Linked DNA regions of Gossypium hirsutum: region 1 is linked to region 2. A link is a contact called in public Hi-C data. All regions are on one chromosome and are shown on one strand. Each heading gives the region's core, a stretch centred on a gene start, on an enhancer-like site or on the middle of the called end of the contact. The rest is flanking DNA. Distances are from core to core; before and after follow the strand shown.

What was found. A called contact is a pair of places that touch in the nucleus more often than the background predicts.
Region 1: a contact with region 2 is called in a Hi-C map of leaf, with 1.8 times the contacts expected there. The contact joins the promoter of LOC107961887 here to the enhancer-like site in region 2. A contact is called at or near these places in 12 of 34 Hi-C or Micro-C datasets (anther, callus, fibers and 1 more).

What each region holds. Positions count from the first base shown.
Region 1 is chrD11:54,835,519-54,840,802 of Gossypium_hirsutum_v2.1, reverse strand. It overlaps LOC107961887 (thioredoxin-like 1-1, chloroplastic), which reads left to right and starts at 2,025. Exons shown (of 4, transcript XM_016898050.2): 1 at 2,025-2,639; 2 at 2,990-3,169; 3 at 3,260-3,424; 4 at 3,689-4,278. The coding sequence starts at 2,391. The coding sequence ends at 3,934.
Region 2 is chrD11:54,783,306-54,788,849 of Gossypium_hirsutum_v2.1, reverse strand. No RefSeq gene overlaps it. Among protein-coding and RNA genes, the nearest start is that of LOC121223903, 46 kb to the left of the region's middle. Within about 2 kb of position 1,734, at least 2 of the 9 cell types and tissues checked have an H3K27ac peak or open chromatin away from gene starts, as enhancers often do. A contact at or near this core is called in leaf, where this site is marked.

The sequences.
Region 1 (5,284 bases), core at 776-3,275, 52 kb before region 2:
AAATATTTGTTCACAGCAAACCAAATACCAAGTCTTGTACGGAAAAATGACATTAATAGGGTTAAACTCATCTTAAAGTTTATAATGGCGAGAGGAGTTCATTAGAGTAAGAACTGTTGTGTTTCCTTACATTTTTATGTCACTTAGGATTGATTTGTGACAAGAATAGATCATATGTAATTGGTATTACTTTAACCCAAGAAAAAAAATCAATGAATAAGTTTTGAATCTAGTACCCTTAGTATTTTCGTCTATGTAAATTATTATTGTTTTGAACAAATTGATTTAATAAAATATTCATTAATTACATTAATATTCTTTATTTTGATTAAACTCTTAAAAACTGATTTTATATAGAAAATAGATTAAAAAACTAATAAATAATAATATTAATTAAAATTTTATTTTTCCCGTATTGTCTATATTTAATCTCAATAAAAGTTATTCAACCAAAATAAAATCTCAATAAAAGTATTTATTGAATTGAAAATCTAATTAACTTTTTCTCAAAACACTTAATTTACCCTTATTAAAATTGTAAAATAACTAAATTACCCCTATTAATTTCAATGACTCCCAAATGGAGCTAGTTTTATATCATGTATAAATTTATTCAGAAAGTAAATAAATTTCCTAACTCAATAAAATATTTAAATACGTAATTATATAAAAATAAATAATTAAGTTAAAAAAGAATCTTATACCATCTCAATTATTATACAAAATATTAATGTTAAATTAGATAAAATAACAGTAGCATATAAAAATGAAAAATAGAAGGTAAGGTTGCTTTTCAAAAAGAAATGAGTTAATTACATTAAACATCTCAAAACTATGATTTTATTTTTAAATTGGTTCTCAAACTTTATAATATTCTAATAATATCCCTAAACTATTGATATTATATCAGTTAAGTCCTTCAATTGTTAAAGCCACTAATTTAACCGTGGAATGACATGTCAAAATCTTATGTGATATGATTTAAAATGAAAATTAAAGAAAGTAAAATATTATTGTACAGTAAAAATTAAAAATAAAATAAAACTGAAAATAAAAGGTAAGTAATAAAACTTTTGTAAAAGCTTTGGAAACCTTAAAACCAAGATGTTTATAACATCTATTTTTCTTTAAACTTTTCATTTAAACTATGTCATATAAGATTTGACATCTCATTTAATGGTTAAACTAGTGGTTTTAGTAATAGAAGGACATTATTGATATAATCTCAATAGTTTGGGGGATGTAATTAGAATATTCTAAAGTTTCAAGACCAATTTAGAATGAAGGTTATAATTTGGGGATATATGGTGCAATTAGCTCAAAAAAAGTTGAAAAAGAAAATAAGTAGAAAAAACGGGTAAACTATACTCAAGGTCACTAAACTATTAATGAGTTGACATTTTGGTTACTCTACTTCAAAAAGTTACAAAATGGTCATTGAACTATTCAAAAGTTTTCATTTAAGTCACTAGGCTATTAAAATCGTTGTTGTATGGCCTTCTCTGTCACACCACTTGCACCAATTGAAAACTTTCATTTCCCTTTTCTTCTATAGTTCAATTATTTTCATGAAATAATTTTGAATATCACAAATATGTGAACCAGAATCCAAACAACTTTCTTCTTTCTCTAACATTAACTATTAATCGATTTGGGTCTAAGATATGTTCTTCTAGTCGTCGATGGTATTGATCCACTAGATCGATTCTTGAATTGTAGCTTAGAGCGCTCTAGCTGAACTTTAAAAAAAAAATAACAGCCCGTTAATTTGAATAAAAATGTTTAAATAGTTAAGTTACTTAAATGAAAACTTTCAAATAGTTCAGTGATCATTTTGTAACGTTTTGAAGTTAAGTGACCAAATCATAAATTTACTAATAATTTAGTGACCTTTGATGTAATTTTTTTTAAAAATAAGCTGGCCCACAAAAGTAATGAATGACGTGTCAAAGAACCTACCTTTTATCCATTGTATATCCGAAACTGCCCTTTACTTTTGTAATATCTAAAGTCTGATTCCACGTGTCACAAAATTCACTTATCACGTACATCTCCTTACCACCATAAAAACCGACCAATATTAAAAAAAAAAAAAAGGCAAGACAAAGAACCTTATCCAATACGTTTTGACATGAAAATTTTCCAGTCACAACACATCATCAAGCGTTAGATTCACATCAAGACAAACCAGATCGACGGTTAAAGTCCATCCTTAGACCTTCAAAAAACCAACAAAGAAAGAGAAAGATAAAAGAAGCAACTTTTGCTTAAAAACGCTTCATTTTCATATTCGGTATTTTAATCTCCGTTCGGGAATAAAGCTTAGAGTTTCAATTTTGAATCTGAATTTCTGTTTTTGTTGTTAGAAAAAAAATATAGAAATATTAAGCATGGCTGAAGTTTTGGGGAAGTCAAATCTGTTTACAGCTTGTAACTATAGTCAGAAGAAGCATCAAGAAGGTGGCGTTCCTTTGTTTTCCAGGAGAATCTCTGTGTTTTGTTTGAGAAAGAATAGTTTTCCTTCTTTGAGGTTGGAACCTCAAGCTTTGAGGAGTGGTTTTAATGGTCAAAGAGTGGTTTTTTTAGAGAAAAGAAGTCTAAATGAGAGAAGGTTCTGTCGAGTTCCCATTAAAGCACAGGTTGGTTTAATTAACTTTTTTTAAAAAGAAAAATTTAGAACTCTTTTTCTGGTCCAAAGGTGTGGGTATTTTCTGATTTATTTTATGAACTTTTTTATTTTGAATTTCTCTGTAATTTTAGCTATAGGTAGTTCTTAGTTTAGTTTTCACATGCCAAAGGTCAAATCTTCATATAGAAATTTTACTTCCATTACCAAATAGATTTTTCCTTTTTTGGAAGGGTTATTTAGTATGATTTTTTATGTTTAACAGTCCTTTTTCCCTGTACTTTGATCTGTTGCTGAGGATCAAAACGAAACATTCTAATTGGTTTCTCTCTTTTATTTTCTGGTATTGTTCAACGAAATTAGATGCAAACTGGGCTTATTGGTAAAACTCAAAAGTGGTGGGAGAAGGGGAATCAACCAAATATGAAAGAAGTGACATCTGCACAAGACCTGGTGGACTCACTTTTGAATGCTGGGGATAAACTTGTTATAGTGGATTTCTTCTCTCCTGGTTGTGGTGGCTGCAAGGCTCTTCATCCCAAGGTATAATAATATAGACTTTTGAAGTTTTTTTTATCTATTTTCTTTTGCATAGTTGTGCTAATGGTGAATTTGGATGTTGGGATTTTCCAGATTTGCCAATTGGCAGAGATGAATCCGGATGTGCAGTTCCTTAAGGTGAACTATGAGGAGCATAAATCCATGTGTTATAGCCTTAATGTACATGTGTTGCCTTTCTTTAGGTTCTATAGAGGAGCTCAGGGTCGTCTATGCAGCTTTAGCTGCACCAATGCCACGGTTAGTCTTGTTTCTATCCCTCCCTTGTGATGCAAAATTTATCAGATACGTTTTAGTAATTAGAATGAAATAAACCCACTGGTCCCTTTGGATCATTTGATTTTGATGACCATGGTGCATCTTAGTTATCAGTTGCTTGTGTTATTGATGAGGCTCTGCTAGTTTTGCTCCTTCAATGCAACTGGTTTTGTATCTTAACTGTTTGTCAATTGTTGTTTATGTTTTACCATCATATATGTTCTAACCACAATGATAATCCCACAGATCAAAAAATTCAAAGATGCATTGGCCAAGCACTCACCAGACCGATGCAGCCTTGGGCCGACAAAAGGTCTCGAGGAGAAGGAGCTTTTGGCATTAGCTGCCAACAAAGACCTTTCCTTCAACTACACACCGAAACCAGTTCATCCTGCACCGGAAGAAATTCCGGTGCTGAAAGAAGTTCCATCCGGTTCATCCTTCAAGCTAAAAGAAAGCGAGGAGAAGACCTTGATTGGTGTGGGGAGATGATCGTCAGGGATAGTTTTTGCCAACCCCGTTCCCACTGTACAGTTACTATAGTACTATCTCCATGTTCGGTTTTCATGTTCTAATATATGTTCATGTAAGAAATGAACAACATAGTAGAGGTGAAGCCATTAGGTATCGTCTTCCTTTTGGAGTTGCAGGCTATTGGATTTATTTTTTGGGGATCCCAGCCTGCTTGATTGAAGCATGTTTGAAGAGCAACTAGCTTTATGTGTATGTTATGGTGGTTGTCATTTTTAAGGATAAACCACTTATGTGAAAGTAAAATATATGGTTCATATTGTATGGTTTAAAATATTATAGAAAAGTAAAAGCAGTTTTATAAATTTCATTGCATTTATGTGTTCTTGTTACTTTTTTGGATATGGTTGAAGAAGTGGGCATCCCTGAAAAGGACAACTCAAGGGCAATGCATTTACTCTCTTTGTGTACTCAGGTATCAGATCTTGTACTGAAAAACGAAGCTGTCCTCGGCCACTTATCCTCTGTCATAAACCCAAAAATATCCGGTTGGTTTTGGATGGTATAGAACTCGTGGAAGCTTCAAGAATTGTTTGAAGAATTGCCAAGTCTGTTCGCATCATCTTCAACCGCTGTTTAATAATTTGTAGGAATTTTGTCAAGGCCATAAACATGTCCAGGATCCTATCCTCAAACATTAAATGAAACAGAGATTATAAAAGCTCATTTGCATGGATTAGACTTGTTTTACCCTCTTTTAGAGAGGTAAAAAGTAGTAAATTGATCTTTTCTTTTAAAAAGATCATTATTTTATATTGTTAAAGATTGATGTAGTTGATAGAATAATGACGTCACGTGTATTTTTTTTTAACATACATAAATTAATTTTTAACCGAAACTTTTAATAACAATAATTTACAAAAAAATTTTATTTTTAAATATAAAAATCAAAATACAATTCAAATTCTATTATAAAGGTTACAGTTTACTTTCATTATCATTAAGACAATTACAGCAAAAACCAACAGAAAATTTCAGGGTTTTGATTAGTAATGCAAAGCATCCAACCTGTGTCCCATCCATGTTGTTCCATGATGAACAAATTAATTGCTTGAAAGCAACAAAGTTATGGTTTGAAAGTAATACAAAACTCTTCTCTTACGTTATGTTCACAGGTGTCGAGGGGCAAATCCACAGAAATGTTGTCATGGTGTGCTTGGTTGATTGGGTTGAAAGCAAATCCTAGAGGGATGGCCGACAGCCCTTTTCTTTGTTACTATTTGGGGTAGTAGGAATTGAGTGGAAGTTATTAGGTGTGAGAATAACGGAAGTTGCTTTTTAATTTGAGTGAAAGGTGGAAGGGTGATACGT
Region 2 (5,544 bases), core at 485-2,984:
ACTGAATTATAATATATAATTGAAAATTTGAAAAAATTCCATCCAACGGAACTCAGCCTAACCTCTGATTTGATTATGGAGATCTTAAACCTAGGAATCTATAATATAAAAGTAATATATTTTAAATAATAAAATGAAAGTTTAAATCCTAAAAAAAAAAAATATCACTCTTGAGCACCTCTACATTCTCCTCGTGACCGTAATCATCTGAGGGTTAGTTTAGCAATACTTTTGAAAATTGTTTTTGAGAGGTGCAGTGAAAAAGTGGTTTTGAGAAATTTGATTTAAAATTTGAGTGAGCATTAATGTCAAAAAGTGCTTTTCAGAAATAATATGTCCATTTTAGACATGTTATTATCAAGTAATAAATATGTATTTAAATAATATTTAAATTAGTTAATATTATTATATTTTAGTAAGAATATAAAAAAATTATAACTTGTTGTTAATAATTTAATTTATAAAATATAAATTTTAAATATTTTTAAGCAATAAATAATAAATATTTATAAAATTTAATTAGAATATATAAACTATATTTTAAATATTTAAATATAACCATTAAATATTTGTAATTAATATTTTAAAAAATATTGTTTTTATTTTTAATTAATGATTTTAACATATTTGTAATTAAGTATCAACAAAAAAAAAGGAGAAAGTACTATTTTATTAGAGGGGTGAAAAAATAATTAAGCACCAAAAATACTCTTTGGGAGAATAAAAATTAAAAATTTAAACTTCAAACAACTTATTTAGTATAATATTACTTCTAAAAGCACTTTTAGAATTAGAAATGAAATTTTTAAAAGCCTGAGTTTGATTGAGACATTGTCGGGTTTTAGCATCTTATCCTGGGCTGCTCCACTGAAAACTCTTCAAGCCCACAATTTTTTGGTGAAAAGGACCTGATATAGAGCTATGGGTACCCAAAACTTTGGTTATAATTGATTCAATGAAGTATAACAAACTAACAATCAAACATTAATTTATTATGAAAGATTAATCACGTACAATTCTTTTAACTTTACCAAACAAAATAATATTAGTATATATTTGATTGGGTATTCATTATTGACATATATTTAAAAAAAAAATTACAAATGTATTCCAGATAATTAAGAGATGAGAGGAGTAATCACCATTTAATGATTTTATATTAAAAATAAATAACCACCTATACATATAGTGAGTATATAAAATAAAAGAGCTTCTGGAATGAAAAGAGATGGATAAATTGAATTCTATGTAATGAATCTAGCTATTTATGTAGATTGGAGATCCTTTAGATAACAGTAATAAATATGTTGAGATAGAGATAGAATCACCAAAAGCCTAGCATGAGGAGCGGAAAGAAAAATGTAGCCAAAGACAACCTGCCGACGACCACTTATCATGATGGGAGGAGGAAGAGTCGGCAAGTCATCCTTGGCTACACCATCCTTTCTAGGCCTAAACGCTAGGCTGCTGGTGAATATAACATAATTACATATATATTAAAAGGCAAAAGGAAATAGAAAAGGAGGATGATGACGAAACAGTGAGTGAAAGGAAGATCAGGGGGGATGAGGTTGATGAGCTGAGGCTCATATATATATATATATAGAAAATGAAAATGCTGAAATGGGGGATGATGTTGATATTTGGGGTAAAAATTGTAACAATAATTATCTAGGATCGAGGTGATGAGGACAGCTAGCTGAACGGGAGATGTTATATATTTGGTCCCAGTAGTCGTAGAATTTTGTGATAAGGTTTCTTCACTTCTGTCCCCTTCTTTCACTATCCCATGCTCAGCTAGTAAATATTTATATCACCATGTTAAATCCTTTTCTCTACTCCGAGTTGGGACAGCTTTAATCCCAACTAAATTGTCCATATTAAATGTAAGTGTAAATATAAATATTTAATTTAGTAAAAAATTCCAAAAAAGAAACAAATATTTATAAACATTAGTTAAGGGGCCTAATGTTTGGTTTAAGTAATTTTAGATCCTTGGGTTTTCTCATCATCTTATATTTCCATTAATGTTAAAAGATTACGAAATACAATACCACATATTCCTTAAAGCAATATATATTAGATTCTCATGATAATTTGAGATTTTTAACTTTATTTCATTTTGCTTAAACTAAACCAAATAATAAAAAATTAATGAATTAATTTCTTCGGTTATTTGATATATATTTTCAAGTAACATTTTAATTATATTTATTATAAGTTGAGAAAAAAAAAATATTTTATTTGTTATATATATTTTGTCTATTTCGTTGTGATTATAATGTTAAATTTATAATATGCTACCATTCTTTTTTTTATTTTATTTTATAAATTTGGTCAATTTTGCCCTAAAACTATAACAATAACATGACTTAATATTTAAGGATATTTTGGATTTGCTGACAAGGTTGAGGTATTAGAATCTTGATTTCTAGGTTTGAATTTTGTTATACTTGTGCGGGTTCTTTTTAAAATTATTTTGGGTTTAAGTTTCATCATGTGTAAGTTCTATTTAGAGTTATTTTGGTCTAAGTTCAGATATATTTTGATTTTCAATATGTTGTTGTTTGCATTGAGTTAATTCTGCTTCTAGTTGATTAAATATTGTATTATTTACAACTTGTAATTTACTTGTAAAATCCTTAAAAAGTGTTTTAATATAAAAACATTTTCTTTCTTTCTTTTTTTTCGTGACCAAATAGAAGCCTTAACTACTTATTGCTCTTCCTCAATTTTAGTTTATTTATTTAAAAGGAACAAAATGCATTAATTTATTAGTAAAATAAAATACTATAAGCTTAAACCATTGTGTAGTAAAGAATAAAAATATAAGCAAATTTTACAAGGATAATTTAATAAAATGTGTTTTTAGATAATTTTACATTTTGTCAACCAAACAACAAAATTTTATATTCCAGTTATACGAGCTAAAAAAAAGTAATATAATATATCTGGTAATGTGATAAGTAATCCTACATTCTAGTAATTCTATTCAGGGGTGGAGCTAAGGAAAGCGGGTAGTGGCCCTGACCTCCCTAAAATAAAAATTTTCACCTTTGATCCTTTTATAAATTATAAAATTTTAAATTAGTATATGATAAAATTGTACTTTAGTCCCCTAAAAAGAGAAATTCTGATTTAATCTTTTAAAAATTATAAAAGTATAGGCTATTAAAATAGTAAAATTATAATTTTGCTCTTGTAAAAATATATAACTCAATTGCGACCCTCTCAAAACTTTTTTTGACTTCACCCCTCATCCTATTACTATAAAGATAATCTTATATTCCGTGAACCAAATATTCCCTTAATCTTATTATTATTTAGGTTGAGATTTGTTTTAATCTCATTCATGGATGAAGATAATGTTGTAAATTGATTTTTATCTTAAATAATGGGAGAATTATTTCAGTTAAATTAATTAGTTTATTGGATACTATAAATAGCTGCAATCATCTTAGGACTGATTAGGCTTCTTTAGGCTTTAGAAGTGTTGCAATAACCTAAAGATTGGCTGCTCTTAAATTGGTAGCTATGTTGTTGGTTTAGTAGTGGATATTTTTTGGGCGTAAAGCAAAATATTCGTATATTGCAATATCCTTAACAACTTTATTAACACCGACAGGCATAATCAAGTTGATCACCATAATGGTTTCTATTGTTCAGAATCGGCATAATAGTATGATTGAAAGAGCTATCATTGCTCAAAATTTTAGCGGCTTCCAACTGTTGTCTTTTTGTACCTTCAAATTTGTTCTTTTACTTAAATACTACGATATTGCTTCTTTTTGGCAGTTGGATTATAATAAGAAATGGATTAATATCATTCATAGACGCACCGAAACAGGATGGAAGTTTTAATCAGTTTTTGAAGACGTCAAACTCCTCCTTCAATATGTTAACATTGGACATCGAAATCATTAAGGAAAGAGGCAAGATAACAGACTACGAGTGCCTCCAAAGCTTTCATTAGTTTTTGATAATAAAAAAAATCAAACTTATCAATAACACAATTTAATTAAATAGTAGACTTTCCTATTAAGTCTTAGCTTGATTGGTATAAGTATTATTGTAACACCCCAAACCCAGTCTAGACGTTATGGTTGAATCTAGAGATGTCACAAAGAAGGGTTTTGAAAAACGGGGTCGTTACGGTAAATCATTTCAGTTTTATAACTCAGATTCGTTTATATCTATTGCCAAAAACGTAATTTAATTGGTTTATTTGACAAAACATAACTTACAGTGGAAGTCATAGAAAACGTTATTTTTGGAAATCCCATTTGTAATTTTGGAAAACCTTTGTTTTAGTAAAAACCATGTTTTTTAGATATCCGTCGCAAATAAAATGAAAAAACGAAGTCCAAATCCCAAAATAAAATCAAACAGTCCGAAGAGTCCATAAATTATAAAACTCCCAAAAAAATCCTTAATTAAATAAAAAAACCATGAGCTTAAATAGTTACGAACTTGTGGTCACCGTGAGGCTCCGTCACACCGATCCTCCTAAGTCTGTGGATTACCTTAACAGAACAGACAAACAGATATGAGTTTTCGTAGACTCAGTGTGTAACCCAACAGAAATAGGCATGCAATACATACAAAAATCTCATACATAGTCAGATACAAATTCGGACTCATGTCCATTTTAGATACAGATATCAGAATCAGATAGGCAGTACAGTTATGCAAAATCCTACCCCCATCCTCTACATACCATCTCTGACCAGCCCATCACACCATATGAGATTATAAACACCCATTCATCCCTACACACCATATAGTGTCGATGCGACACGTTACAGATAATATGCAGTCAAGCTGTCACAATATAGGCGAAGTGTCGCCGTACAGATCACGTCCTCCACATATGCAAAACCCACCCTAGTCACAGATACAGTAATATCATGCATAACATGCTCATATACAGATGTCATGTATACATATCAGAATAATCAGAGATGCATACAGTGTCTTACTCAGAGCAAAATATCAGATTATCAGATCACATAATTTTAGGGTTTGATTAGCCATTACTGACCCTAAGGTAGGCCCACAATCGATCGGAACAACCCGTGTGACCCTAGGGAAAAATTCAGAATGATGGACCCACATGTCCGTATGCCCCACATAGCCTGGCCCAAACCCACAAGTCTGTGTGGCATACCCGTGTGGCCTACACGCCCATCTTGGCCTGGACCATGTGGCCCACACGACCACACCCACACCACCACACAGTCGTGTCATGCGCAAATCCGCACTTTCGTCAGACACATGGTCGTGTCTAGTACACATCCAACCACACGTCCGTGTGGTGTCGACGAAAGCTTTTTCGACTTTCATCGATATCTGATTTTTTACGTTTTGCGAACACACCTGTTACGATTTTGATGCGAAACTAGCCCCGAGACCACCAGTACCTAAAAACAGAATCCCAAAGCCCTATTAACAAACGATTTATGAAATCAACAAGACTAAATCGAGCAACGTTCCACACTTACCACCACAAAATAACTACACATGAAAGTTAAACCGTCGAAGCGA